2 separate regions of the Mus musculus genome follow, and region 2 is linked to region 1. A link is a contact called in public promoter capture Hi-C data. All regions are on one chromosome and are shown on one strand. The core of a region is the stretch at or near the end of the contact, and the rest is flanking DNA. Distances in the headings are between cores, read along the strand shown. Region 1 holds the start of Znrf3 (zinc and ring finger 3). Region 2 overlaps Znrf3 (zinc and ring finger 3).

The links. Promoter capture Hi-C pulls out the DNA fragments that hold promoters and counts their contacts.
Region 2: a promoter capture Hi-C map of hippocampal neurons shows a contact between it and region 1, with 3 times the contacts expected there. The contact joins the enhancer-like site here to the promoter of Znrf3 in region 1. A contact is called at or near these places in 12 of 39 promoter capture datasets (the 3T3-L1 cell line, 3T3-L1-derived adipocytes, the C10 cell line and 6 more), 1 of 15 datasets of contacts at CTCF or cohesin (CD8 T cells), 9 of 484 Hi-C or Micro-C datasets (the HPC-7 cell line, cranial neural crest, embryonic stem cells and 5 more), 14 of 115 datasets of contacts at active chromatin or transcription factors (the 230-238 cell line, CD8 T cells, the SCID.adh cell line and 8 more) and 3 of 9 other capture datasets (adipose tissue, liver and pancreatic islet).

What each region holds. Positions count from the first base shown.
Region 1 is chr11:5,440,648-5,446,665 of GRCm38.p6, reverse strand. It overlaps Znrf3 (zinc and ring finger 3), which reads left to right and starts at 1,819. Exons shown (of 9, transcript NM_001080924.2): 1 at 1,819-2,278. The coding sequence starts at 1,988.
Region 2 is chr11:5,352,380-5,358,378 of GRCm38.p6, reverse strand. All of the region lies in intron 1 of Znrf3 (zinc and ring finger 3), which reads left to right. Among named protein-coding and RNA genes, the nearest start is that of Znrf3, 89 kb to the left of the region's middle. Within about 2 kb of position 3,373, at least 78 of the 459 cell types and tissues checked have an H3K27ac peak or open chromatin away from gene starts, as enhancers often do. A contact at or near this core is called in CD8 T cells, the HPC-7 cell line, adipose tissue and 3 more, where this site is marked.

The DNA.
Region 1 (6,018 bases), core at 570-3,069:
ATTTATTATTATATCTAAGTACACTGTAGCTGTCTTCACATGCATCAGAAGATGGCATTAAATCTCATTACGGGTGGTTGTGAGCCACCATGTGGTTGCTGGAATTTGAACTTCGGACCTTTGGAAGAGCAGTCGGGTGCTCTTACCCACTGAGCCATCTCACCAGCCCCGATTGAAACTCTACCATGTTAAAAATTCGATTTTATTGTATGGATAGACCATATTTGCATATTCATTCACCAGTTCATGACTTCATACTTCTAAGGATTGCAACGCTAGCTATGCATGGCTATAATAATTGCTTTCCCCTTAAAGACTGGACTGTGCCAGGTGTGGTGGCACACGCCTTTAATCCCAGCACTCGGGAGGCAGAGGCAGGCAGATTTCTGAGTTAGAGGCCAGCCTGGTCTACAAAGTGAGATCTAGGACAGCCAGGGCTACACAGAGAAACCCTGTCTCGAAAAGACAAACAAACAAAAAAAAAACAAAACAAAACAAAAAAAAAGACTGGACTGTGCCTTAGTGGGTAAAGTCACAATCCTTGGAAATGACAGTGCTCCCGAGCAGTCAGTACTGATTAAGCTTGGCTTGGGGGAAACTAATGACTCTAGCTTTGTCAGTTACCTTCTGTGCCAAAGCTTTGGGTGGTCCAAACACAGTAACACAGTTCTGTGAATTTCTTTTCAATTGTATTTTCTATTCAACACATTGGCAAAACATTCCTTTTCAGTTTAAACTGTAACCTCGATGCGCTGATTACTCAAGGAAACACTCAATGACTTTTCTTTTTGTCTTAATATTTTGGGTGTGGTAGCAAGTAGAAGCAGATCACCCTAACCAAATATTTGCAAATATTTAAACAAAGCCATTCAGGTCAGGGAGGGAAGACGACTGAGGAAGTAGAAATTGAATGTGGCTTTTAAAGGAGGATTGTGAGTCTCATAGATTTGCTGAGAAAGGAAAAATCCTGTTCCAAAAAGGGGAAGAGAATTAAAAGTTTATCTTCTGGGTGACTGGGGACGTCTGGGTTCGGAGCACGTGTCTTTGGTATGTTTGGCAACCAGAAGTCTGTGCATTAAGCGTGTTGACTCTTCCGCCCTTCTGCACATGGTGAGATTTGAAGGGAGTGTTGGAGACGGTCTCCAGGGCTGCGGAAAGATGAACTCCATTAGAATCTAGATAACTTCTTCAAGTTCTCCGCCACCTGTCCTCACTCCTTTAGTTGAGGGTAACTGTCTATGTGACACCCACGTAAGAACTGGACGTGTCCCGGCGGGTTGCAAACTGCCACTGACCGCCCGGGGCCTTTCGCGGTCCCTGGAGGTGGTAGGGCGCGAGCACCGAGTGCGGGTGGCCAGCAGTGCCGGAGCTGCGGATGAAGCATCCTTGGACGGAAGGACGAGGCCTTTGACGCCCCAATGACTCTAATTGCGGCACCAAAGCAGGGTGCGCCGAGGGGGCGAAACCGCCCGGGAACAGGTTGAGGATCTTACTCTCCCCGTACTCCAGCAACTGCCAAGAGAAATGTCTGCCGCGGAGGGCGGAGTACAGACCAGGGGGCGTGGCTAAGAGGAAGGGGCGTGACCGAAAAAGACTACCTGGGCGGAGCAAGGGTGGAGGGGCGTGGCTAAGAACGGAGTCGGGGCGGGACTCAGTCGATTGGGCGGGGCGGGCGAGGCCTCTGGGCCCCGCCTCTCGCCGCAGGCGCGCCCGCCCCGCCTACCCGCTCCCCTCGGAGGTGGCCGCGGCCGAGCGCGGGGAGGGAGGGGAGAGCGGGTCACGACGCTGCGGGGGCGGGGATAACCCCTCACGTGGAGCAGATGAAAGGGCCGCGGCGCGACGGCCGGGGGAGCGGAGCAGAGCCTGCGACCCACAAAGCCGCCGCCGCCGCGATGGTGCTGTGAGGCGACCGCCCGCGCTCGGTCCTCCGCCGGCCCGCGACTATGCCCGGCCGCGCCCGCCCTCCGCGCCCTCCCGCCGCAGGACCATGAGGCCACGCTCGGGCGGGCGCCCAGGGGCCCCGGGCCGCCGCCGCCGCCGCCTCCGCCGCGGCCCCCGCGGTCGTCGCCTGCCGCCGCCGCCGCCGCTGCCGCTGCTTCTCGGGCTGCTGCTGGCGGCCGCGGGGCCCGGCGCGGCGCGGGCCAAGGAGACGGCGTTCGTGGAGGTGGTGCTGTTCGAGTCGAGCCCGAGCGGCGACTATACCACCCACACCACCGGCCTCACGGGCCGCTTCTCGCGGGCCGGGGCCATGCTCAGCGCCGAGGGCGAGATCGTGCAGGTAGCCACCCGGGCCCCGCGCTCCGCCGCCACAAGATGGCTCCGGGGGCTGCGCCCGCCGACCCCGCCGCGGGCTAGCGGGCGGGCGGGCGGGGGGGAGGCGCGGAGCCCGGCGGCATCCCTCCCAGGCGGGCGGGACGGGGCCTCCGGGGCACGGCGGCTGAGGCGAGCGCACGTGGGGGCTCGGCCTCCGGTGGGTGCACCGCGCCGGGGTGGGGGTGGGGACGCTGAGCTGGGCATGGGCGCCTGGGCGGCACTCTTGAGTTGGCGGGACGTTTTTCTCCCTCAGGTGAAAGTCCCGGGAACTACCTGTTGAATGCCAACTTTGCAAAGGCGAGACAAGTTGAAGGATGGAGCGACTTCTTAGAGGTCGCAGGCTTTGCTTTTCCATCCACGTTTGCTCCGTTTTCGGAGCGACCCAGTTGCCGGGGTGCACATCTTCAGGTTATTTTTGCTGAAATCTACTGGCAGCCTTACCTAGACACCAACCCTCTGGCAGGGCTCTGGACGGGCAGCAGCAGGAAGGGAGCAGGCGGAGCTGGCTGAGGAGTGGGAATTGGCAGAGCACTGTCGTGGCCGTGCCTCAGATTACAGGGGATGAGAAAGACCGCAGGCTCGCCCCTGGGTCAAGGACTAATACCGAAGAGGCCTGCAAACCCGAGCCAGGGTCTCTCACTGACAGGGCCTCCACCTTGCTCCAAATGAAAGAGGGCTGCGTCCCAAAGGAGGCTGGCTAGGGAGAGCTTTGAGCTGTCCCCAGTCTTTGAGGAGGGACTCTCAGTCGAAGCCTCAGCGGATGGATAGCTGCATAGATTTCCCGCTCCCTCGACGATGGTTTTTATCCACTACCATGTTCCAGGGCAGCGCACTTATGGTTGTTAGGCGCACCTCTGGTAGGAGTGATCTGATACGGTTGGCTCGTCTTTGAATCTTTTGGAACTTTAGAGGCCTATAGTTTGGATCTCCGGTGCTTTGCTCTTGGGTGAATTATGAAGAGAAAAGGGACTGTGTGGGATGACTTCAGAGCAGCTCCGAGTGTAGACAGGAGGGTGAAGCTGCACGCAGAGCTTTGAGTTGATGGGACACGGGCCAATACGGTGTAGCTCCTTAAAGGTGTGTGTCTTTCCAAAGCTGGAGGAGGACCCTATGGCTGTGATTAGAAAGCATTGTTTTGTGGTGCTCTTATTCTTATCTATAGAAAGCGAAATACATGTTTGACCAATTTCTGTGACTACAGATGTTGCTAACGGTGCTGTTCTCCCCCCCCCCATGTTATTGTTACTGTCATTAATATACAAGCTTTAGAGAGGATGCTTGGCTGAAGATACCTAAACAACTCTATTGCAGGCTTTAAGAAGAGTTTGAATTTTAAGTCTTGCTTCTTGTGAGTCCTTGTCGTTCTTTGAGGCTTTCCCTGTGCCCTGATGGCTTTAGAAATGTTTGATTTACAGCCTTGAGGGTGGGGGTTGCAGCTGAGGGGAGTATGTTTTAACGTGGCACTTCACTTTTTGAAGGAGACTTTTGAAGTTTGAGATTTTTATCTGCAGTGTTTAAACTTGAGCCATTCTCTGTGGTAGTTTGTCTGGGGAGCTATTCATTATGCATAATGCTGTGCTTTGCAGATATTCTTGGGTTCACTATTTAATACAAAATTAGCAGTTTAAACACACCATTTGTAACTATTTTATCCTGACAAGTAGAGAGATAATGTGTGAGTTTGGCAGGACTCTGTTCTCTTGAGAAGTTTTTGAAGTGCTTATCTAATTCTTTTGTAGTCTACTAGACTCGCACCTCCCTTTCAAATTAAGTCAACAGTCACTAAGGGGAGAAAAATGACTTAAATGGTATTTAATAAGTTTACCTGTTAAGCAATCACTAATGATGTCCTTAATTCCTTTATAACTGCAGTGATATTGGTGGGCTTATCTGAACTCCCTGAAGAGATAGTTTGTCATTGGTACACTCCATAGCTTTAATAACTTTGTTGTGGTCATCCATGTGTCCAGACAAGCACAGTGTGGCTTTCAGAGCTGTGTGTGTACACACAGACCGGCATGCTTTTATTTGTTCTGTGAATACTGCCAGACTAAAGGAACTCTTGTAGCTCCTGCCTACCAGCTCTGGAATAAGTTTTGTAAGGAAAGCCAATGTTTTAGGATTGCTGAGAGGGAATATAATGAGAGCATGTGTAATAAAAGTGTAGAAGAAACAAAGCCAGTCTTTAATTTCAGATTAATCATGTTTTCTAAGTACTCATTGAACTTTTAAAAACCACCTTTTGTTTTATCACCTGAAAAACTTCATGTTTTGCCCTTTAATGAACGTTTTATGGTCTTCTGTTTATTTTCTGATAACTAGAACTAAATAGTAGTATGTAGGTAACATTGCTTTTATTCTCAGTGTGATTCTATAGCAATATTGTTCTTAATTGGGAAGAGAGGAAAAAAGCTGTTTGAATGTTTCACTTTAAAAATTATAAGAAATATTTTGTAGTACTGACTTTTTTTCCTGTTACTTGCCAATGAATGTGTGTGTGTGTGTGTGTGTGTGTGTGTGTGTGTGTGTGTATGTACACACACACACAATAGATTACTTATCATAGTCTGGTCAGCCCAAGGACCTGTTGAGTATTTATCATGGGTTAGGGTAGGAGGAAGCCTGGCTGTGTGTGCTTGTTGAGGAGTGGGATTAGTAGTTCAGACTTTGGGATGTGTGTATTGTAGGTGTAAATTAATTATCCCAAGGTCATTAGTTTAGTCTGTATGAAGACAGGGTTGTTTGTGTGTGTTTGATTTTTTTTCTTCTTTTCTATTTTGATATTTCCAGTTGTGAAAATTGTGAATAGACTATTTAGATGTGAAATTAGTTGCTTTTATTATCACGCAGCAGCATTAGCCTGTTTGCATCTAAGCAGGTCAGGCATATAGCTAAGCACTAGAAGAATTACCCTTTTACTGTACTTTTGAAGTGTGGACCTCTAAAGAACTTTCAGACATACTGGTACATATTTCATCTTTAAACCAACGTGTTGATGTTAATGAAATTATTATCTGAAACTTTTAAACTTGTCTGCACACATGGTTGGTGTTGTTAAATAAGGGGCCTGATTAAACACTGGCTAGTGGTGTGTAAATTGGCTAAACCAACAAGAAAATTTGCATGGCTAGAAATGAAAGCTTGTTTTAAAGTGGAAATGCCTATTTCTCCCATTGAAGTCAAATAGTTAGAAACATCAAGAAATTCATTTGTACAAGGAGTGAGAATGATGGGTTCTGTCCAACTTTAAAATCAGTTATTCTGGATCCCAGGTTAAACGTTTGATGAACTTGAGGCTGTGAACATGAACTAAGGAAGTTCTTTTAGCTGTTAAAGAGTGAAAGGAGAGCTGTGTGGTGATTAGATAGGCTGGGTAACTAAAGGTATCACAGGGAATAATTGTAGGAGGCTAATTCCTCTGCCTTGTTTCCCTGTCAGTGTGTTTTTACAGTTCAGCATTTGATCAAGCACTTTCTTTTCATCTCCATTTGAAGTTAACTTAATAGGCCTGCCTCCAAAAATTGACTTGGCCTAATAGAACAATTGCACGCTGACAGCTGACTTGGATTTACACAGAAAGGGCCTGCCGACCGTCTTGTCAGATGGTCCTTTATAGGTTAAAAGCAAGCATTTCATTGTTGGGGGGTGAGGGGGAGGTTGGTAAATTCCTAGGATCTCTTCTCTGGTTTTATACCCTGAGATCTC
Region 2 (5,999 bases), core at 2,124-4,623, 90 kb after region 1:
TTATAAAGAAATCTCCAAATAGCAAATCTCTAGTCTTCTTTATTTCATACAAAAACTTTTTTTAAAATACAAGGTCTCATCTATGGCTGGCTGGGAACTCATTGTGTAGCTCAGGGTGACTTCTTCAGGTTTGTAGCAGTCCCCTTGCCTTTACCTCCTAGGTGCTGGATTCACAGGTGTGAGCTGCATGCCTGCTCTTTAAAAGGGAGCTTGACTTGCATTTCATTGTAATTATTGGCATGTGTTAAAATACCCAATTTTCCATTATAGGAACAAGCAAACAAAAATACAATATGCTTCTGAAGAAACCACGTGTTCCTGTCCTCTTGTATCCTCTGACTTTGACCGTGGTCTCCTGTCTGGACTTGCCTTTCAGACTTGTCTTTGAAAACATCCTTGTTATTGACAGTTTTATCTAAGAGGATATCCACAGAACCTCTTATGGGCATAGAGTGATTGTTATAAGCATTTATGAAAGACTTGACTTTTTTGTTGCTCTATAGTAGTGTTACTTTGCATGAATAGCAGTCAATTTCAGGTCTCAAGAATGGCTGAAGAAGTGGTGTGAGGTGTCATCAGTATTCTTCACAGTGACAACTTGTATCCAGAGTAGTGTCCAGCCAAAACCACATTACTTTCCTGAGTCTTAGGAACTTGTCTGTTTTGACAGCAACCAGAAGCAAAAAGAAGTGAAAGCTTTTTTTTTTTTTTTGGTTGGTTTTGAGTAATGTTGTCTCTTTTGTTTGTTAGATTAAGGAAATGAAATAATTACTAGGGCCCTAGATGTGAGCAAGGTCTGGGCCATGTGCCCGTGGTGCTTCTATAGTTGGATAATCCTTTTGAACCAGTTCAAAGTGTTGGAATAACTGGAGCTGAGCACTGTCATCACTGATTAAATTCATATTATTGTTGGTTTCCCCTGTGAGCTGTTAGTACTCTGGTGTTTTTCTTGCTGAGAGCCTGCAGGCAGGCTACACATGCAGAGGTAACCAGTGTGTGCATCCAGTGCTATGTGTCTGGCTCTCCAGCTTACAGGAGTACTTTCTTTGGTCACTCAGCCCCTGCAGGGAAGCCCATCAAAGGCCATATATAGTATTTGTTGTAAGACAGGAGTATGTCTTTTAAAAACACATTACTACCAGGTAGTGCTGTGTTTGCTTTTAAGCTGTATTGTGTTTTGGGTTTTAGTTGCCTCTTATTGCAGCAGATAGGTACATTATAGAATCATTTTCAAACAGCTGATCAAACATCATGATTACAGGGAAGGTTCAATACTTAAATGCATTTTCTCACTTAGTGTCTATCCACTTAGCATAATTTTTATAAATGAATACTAGGATCTCTGTCTTTTAAAGCTATTATCCAGGCTGGAGAGATCGTTCAGCGGTTAAGAGCACTGACTGCTCTTCCGAAGTTCAATTCCCAGCAACCACATGGTGGCACATAACCATCTGTAATGAGATCTGACGCCCTCTTCTGGTGCATCTGAAGACATCTACAGTGTATTTATAATAATAAATAAAAATCTTTGGGCCGGAGGGAGCGGGGCCGACTGGAATGAACAGAAGTACTAAAACCAATCATCCTTATTTTCTAACCCATTAACTTTTGTATTTTCATTTTCAGTTTTTGACCAGAAATAGATGACTTATTTTCGGTGTCCTATGTATCACTAGGAGAGCAGTCTTCCCACTGAGTCACACCCCTCAGTTTGACTGTGGTTTAGAAGTAGCACAGGCTGTGCCCATTAACTTTATTATTTTTTTTAATGTGAGTTTTTCCTGGGGTGTTATTTTTATTATCCTCTTTTGGTACAGAGGAACCATAGATTATAGAAGCATTCTTGGTTTTTCTTTAAAAAGCAAAGTTGATTGGCAGAGACTCCAGCTGAGCATTCAGAAAACCTGTGCCTGAAGTGGAGGAGTGCTGGTTTACCTCTCAGACTGTTCCCAGTTGGAAGCCTCCACACACAGCCAGAGCTGCGGAGCTCCTTTGCTGTGTCAGTTCCTTATCCTTATTATCACAATCACTATGACAACAGGAAGAAAAGAAACTGTTCTTCTATGTTCTGGATTCCAGGAAAAATAGTTTAGGCCATTGGTTCAAAGAGCTAGAGAGGCATTCATTCAGGACAACTTTCTAACATTCTAAATGGCTCAGAGGGTAAATTATTCGGTGAACAAACATGAAGACTTGAGTTTGGATCCCCCAGAAGGTGGGGAGAATACTACAAGACTGTGATTCCAATACTTGTAAGTTAAAGTAGGCTGTGGAATCAGGAGATGCCCCAGGAGCTTAAGGCCAGCTAGCCTGGCATGTGCAGTGATAAAACAGCAAAAGACAAGATAGAAAACAAGGACTGACACCTGAGGTCACTTCCGACCTCTACATACATGCCTGTGCATGTACAAATACAGAGCTTTCTAATTTTTTAAAAAAGGAATTATGTATTTTTTATACATTAAAAAAAGGGTGAAAAAAACCTTATGATTCAAGAGAAAAGTGGATGGGGTTGTCACCCTATCCCTTCACATAATTTATAAGCCTTGATTTTAGCTACCACACTTTTAAGAAAAGGTCTGGACCATCTTGCATCCTGGACCACAAAGGGGAAAGGACAACAGGAGGGAAATTTCCCTTTAAATCCTCAGGAACTTTTGGATAAGGTCTTATTACCGCGTGAGTTAGCTTGTCCTACTAGTATAGCAAGTAGTTCCTATGTTACAGTGACTCACTTGCATGAAGATGATCCTTTTGAAGTTATTGTAAATCTTCAGTGAGATATAGAAGTGTTATAACCTTGGGCAAAAGCAGTTAGTCCATGTCTCTCTCCTTGAGACATGGGGAGACTGTGCCAGTGTGTTTCAACAATTTGTGTTGAAAGCTTCTGAAAGCTACTCTTGGTTTCAGAGCTTGGCAGGTGGACCATCTCAAGGGAACAGTTCTCTCCAGACACTTATGCCTGGTAACACATTGTCTTTTGACTTAGAGGTTCCTGTAGATTCTTTGTCCATTAAGAAAACAGTGAACCTGTGATGTAATCAGTCTCAGTGGGCCCTGAGAAATCTGAAGAAGGCCCATTTTCATATTTTATCTCAAAACAGTTGTTCCATACCTATACCGTGCCTTGGTCTGGTGCGCATGCTCCTTGTTAGCCATGCTGCTTTAGCAGCCCCTTATTTGGAAATGCAGATGGATGTTCATTACCTTTTCTAGATATCATGGGGTCTGTCTGTTGAGGAGAAAATTAGAACTTCTCAGGTTGTTCATCCTGGTTGTAGCTGTATATTTGTTGTAGCTGTAATACCCAAATCCATGTCAGACTTTAGTATCACCGAGAGTTAGCTTTAGTCATGTGGGTGGTAAAACTGCTGGTTCTTTCTTCACTGTGTCTGCCTGAGTCATCCCACATGCTCATTTCCTAACTGTCTACAGCCATGTCCTGGATGGCTCCCAAAATAGCTGTCCCAAACAGTCTCCCTTCAAGTGAACACTGACTGTCCCATGCAGGGAGCCCATGGGTAGTCTCTCCTGGAATTCTCTATGTAGACCAGGCTGGCCTCAGACTTACAAAGGTATGCCTGACTATGCCTGACTTTGTCTTCAGTGTGCTGAAATTAAAGGCATGTGCTGCTATGTTCAGCCTCTGCAACTGTCACTAAACTACTTGGTCTTTTCTTCTCTTTTTTTAAACCTAATTTTGCATTCTTATTCTTTCATTTTCAATACCTCTGTTTCCCCTCCTCCCACTCATCCTTTTTTGTTTTTTTGAGACAGGGTTTCTCTGTATAGCCCTGGCTGTCCTGGAACTCACTCTGTAGACCAGGCTGACCTCAAACTCAGAAATCCGCCTGCCTCTGCCTCCCAAGTGCTGGGATTAAAGGTGTCATCCTTTTTTCTTTTTCCTTCAGAAAAGAGCATGCCTCTCAGGTATATCAGCCAAACAAGGCATAACAAGATACAGTAAGATTAGGCACAAACCCTCATATCAGGGTTGTGCAAGGCAACCCAGTAGCTTGTGAGTTAGAGACACCCTCACTTCCACTGTTATGAGTCCCACCAAAACACCAAGCTAACAACCATGATGCATATAGAGGACCTAGCACAGACCCATGCAGACTCTGTGCTTCCTGATGCAGTCTTTGTGAAAGCCCTGCTTGGTTGATTCTGTGAGCCATGTTCTCCTTGGGTACTTGATACCTCTAGCTCTTACAGTTTTTCCTCCTTGGCTTCTGTGGGGTTCCCTCAGCTACTCTCTAATTTGAGCTTTCTCTCCACCTAATGTTTGGCTGTGGGTCTCTGCATCTGCTCCCATCAGCTGCCAGCAGTGCCTCTCTGATGACAATTGGGTGAGGCACTGATCTATGAGAATAGCAGAATACCATTAGGAATCATTCTATTGATTTTTTTTTTCTTTTTTCTTCTATCCTAGGTCTCTGGGCTATCCAACCTCTGAGTCCTAGTCCAAGTCATTGGTTGGCCACTACCACAAGTTTATACATCCATGGCCCTAGCACATCTTGCAGGCAGGATAGATTGTAGGTGGAAGGTTTTATAACTGGGTTAGTGTCCCAGTCTCACCATCAGAAGCCTTAACTGATTAAAGAAGATGGCTGGTTAAGTCTCTATATCCTCATAGATTCCTGGGAGTTTCTACTGTACTAATAAGTTTCCACATCACCCCCATCACCTCATTCCAGTGCCCCCAATTCTAGTGTCTCCTATCTCTCTCCTTCCCCCTTCCCCTGATCCCCCCCCTGTTCCCACCCCTACCTGTCCCCAGTCCACTAGCACATCTATCTATTCTATTTCCCCTTCTTAGGGCGATCCATGTGTCACACCCCAGCACCCATTATTTAGCCTTTCTAGGCTTGTGAATTGTAGCATGATTACTTTACAGCTAATATCTGCTTAAAAGAGAGTATATGAGTCTGGGTTACCTCACTCAGAATGATTTTTTTTTCCTAGTTCATTCCATCTATTTACCTGCAGATTTAATGATGTCATTTCTATAAATAGCTGAGTAATACTCCATTGTGTAAATGTGCCAAATTTTCTTTATCCATTCTTCAGTTGAAGGACATCTAATTTGTTTCCAGTTTCTAGGTATTATGAATAACACAGCTATGAACATAGTTAAGCAAGTGGTGGAATGGAATGTTCTTTGGGTGTGTGCCCAAGAGCAGTATAGCTGGATCTTGAGGAAGATTGATGCCCCAGTTTTTTGAGGAACTGCCTGCCACATTGATGTCTATAGTATTTTTACAAGTTTACACTCCCACCAGCAATGGAGGACTATTCCCCTTGCTTTACAGCCTTGCCAGCATGAGCTATCACTTATGTTATTAGCTATTCTGATTGGCATAAAATAGAATCTCACAACAGTTTGATTTGCATTTCTCTGATTGCTAAGGATGTTGAACATTTCTTTAAATGTTTCTTAGCCATTTGAGATTCCTCTATTCTTGCGCGCACCCAACTCGCCAGCAAGAACTACGCTGCAACAGGATCCTTCTGCACATGTTTATTGGGAGAGCTTGATTGCAGAGGTGAAGAGACCCCAAGCCCAGAACTGGTGCTGCTTATACAGGCCTAGGAGAGGCGTGTCTCACACCCGGATTGGTTATGCATGGGTTATGCTTACCACTTCATTTGCATGTCTCACATCTGATTGGTTAACTTGTCTCTCATCTGATTGGTTAACTTGTCTCTCATGTGATTGGTTAATTCTCAAAACCTCATCTTGGCAAAAAAACTTTACTGCCTATGTATGCGTGGTGGCCAGCGGTAGCCAGCGCCACCCTGCAACGGCACATGTGGCTTCCCACACTCTATTGAGAATTCTCTGTTTAGATCTGTAACTTGGTTTTTGGGTTGGGGTTTGTTTGTTTGTTTGTTTGCTTGCTTGCTTATTTGTTTTCTTAACAATGTTTTGTTTTGTGTTGAGACAGGGTTTCTCTATGTAGCCCTGGGTGTCCTAGAACTCTGTAGACCAGTCT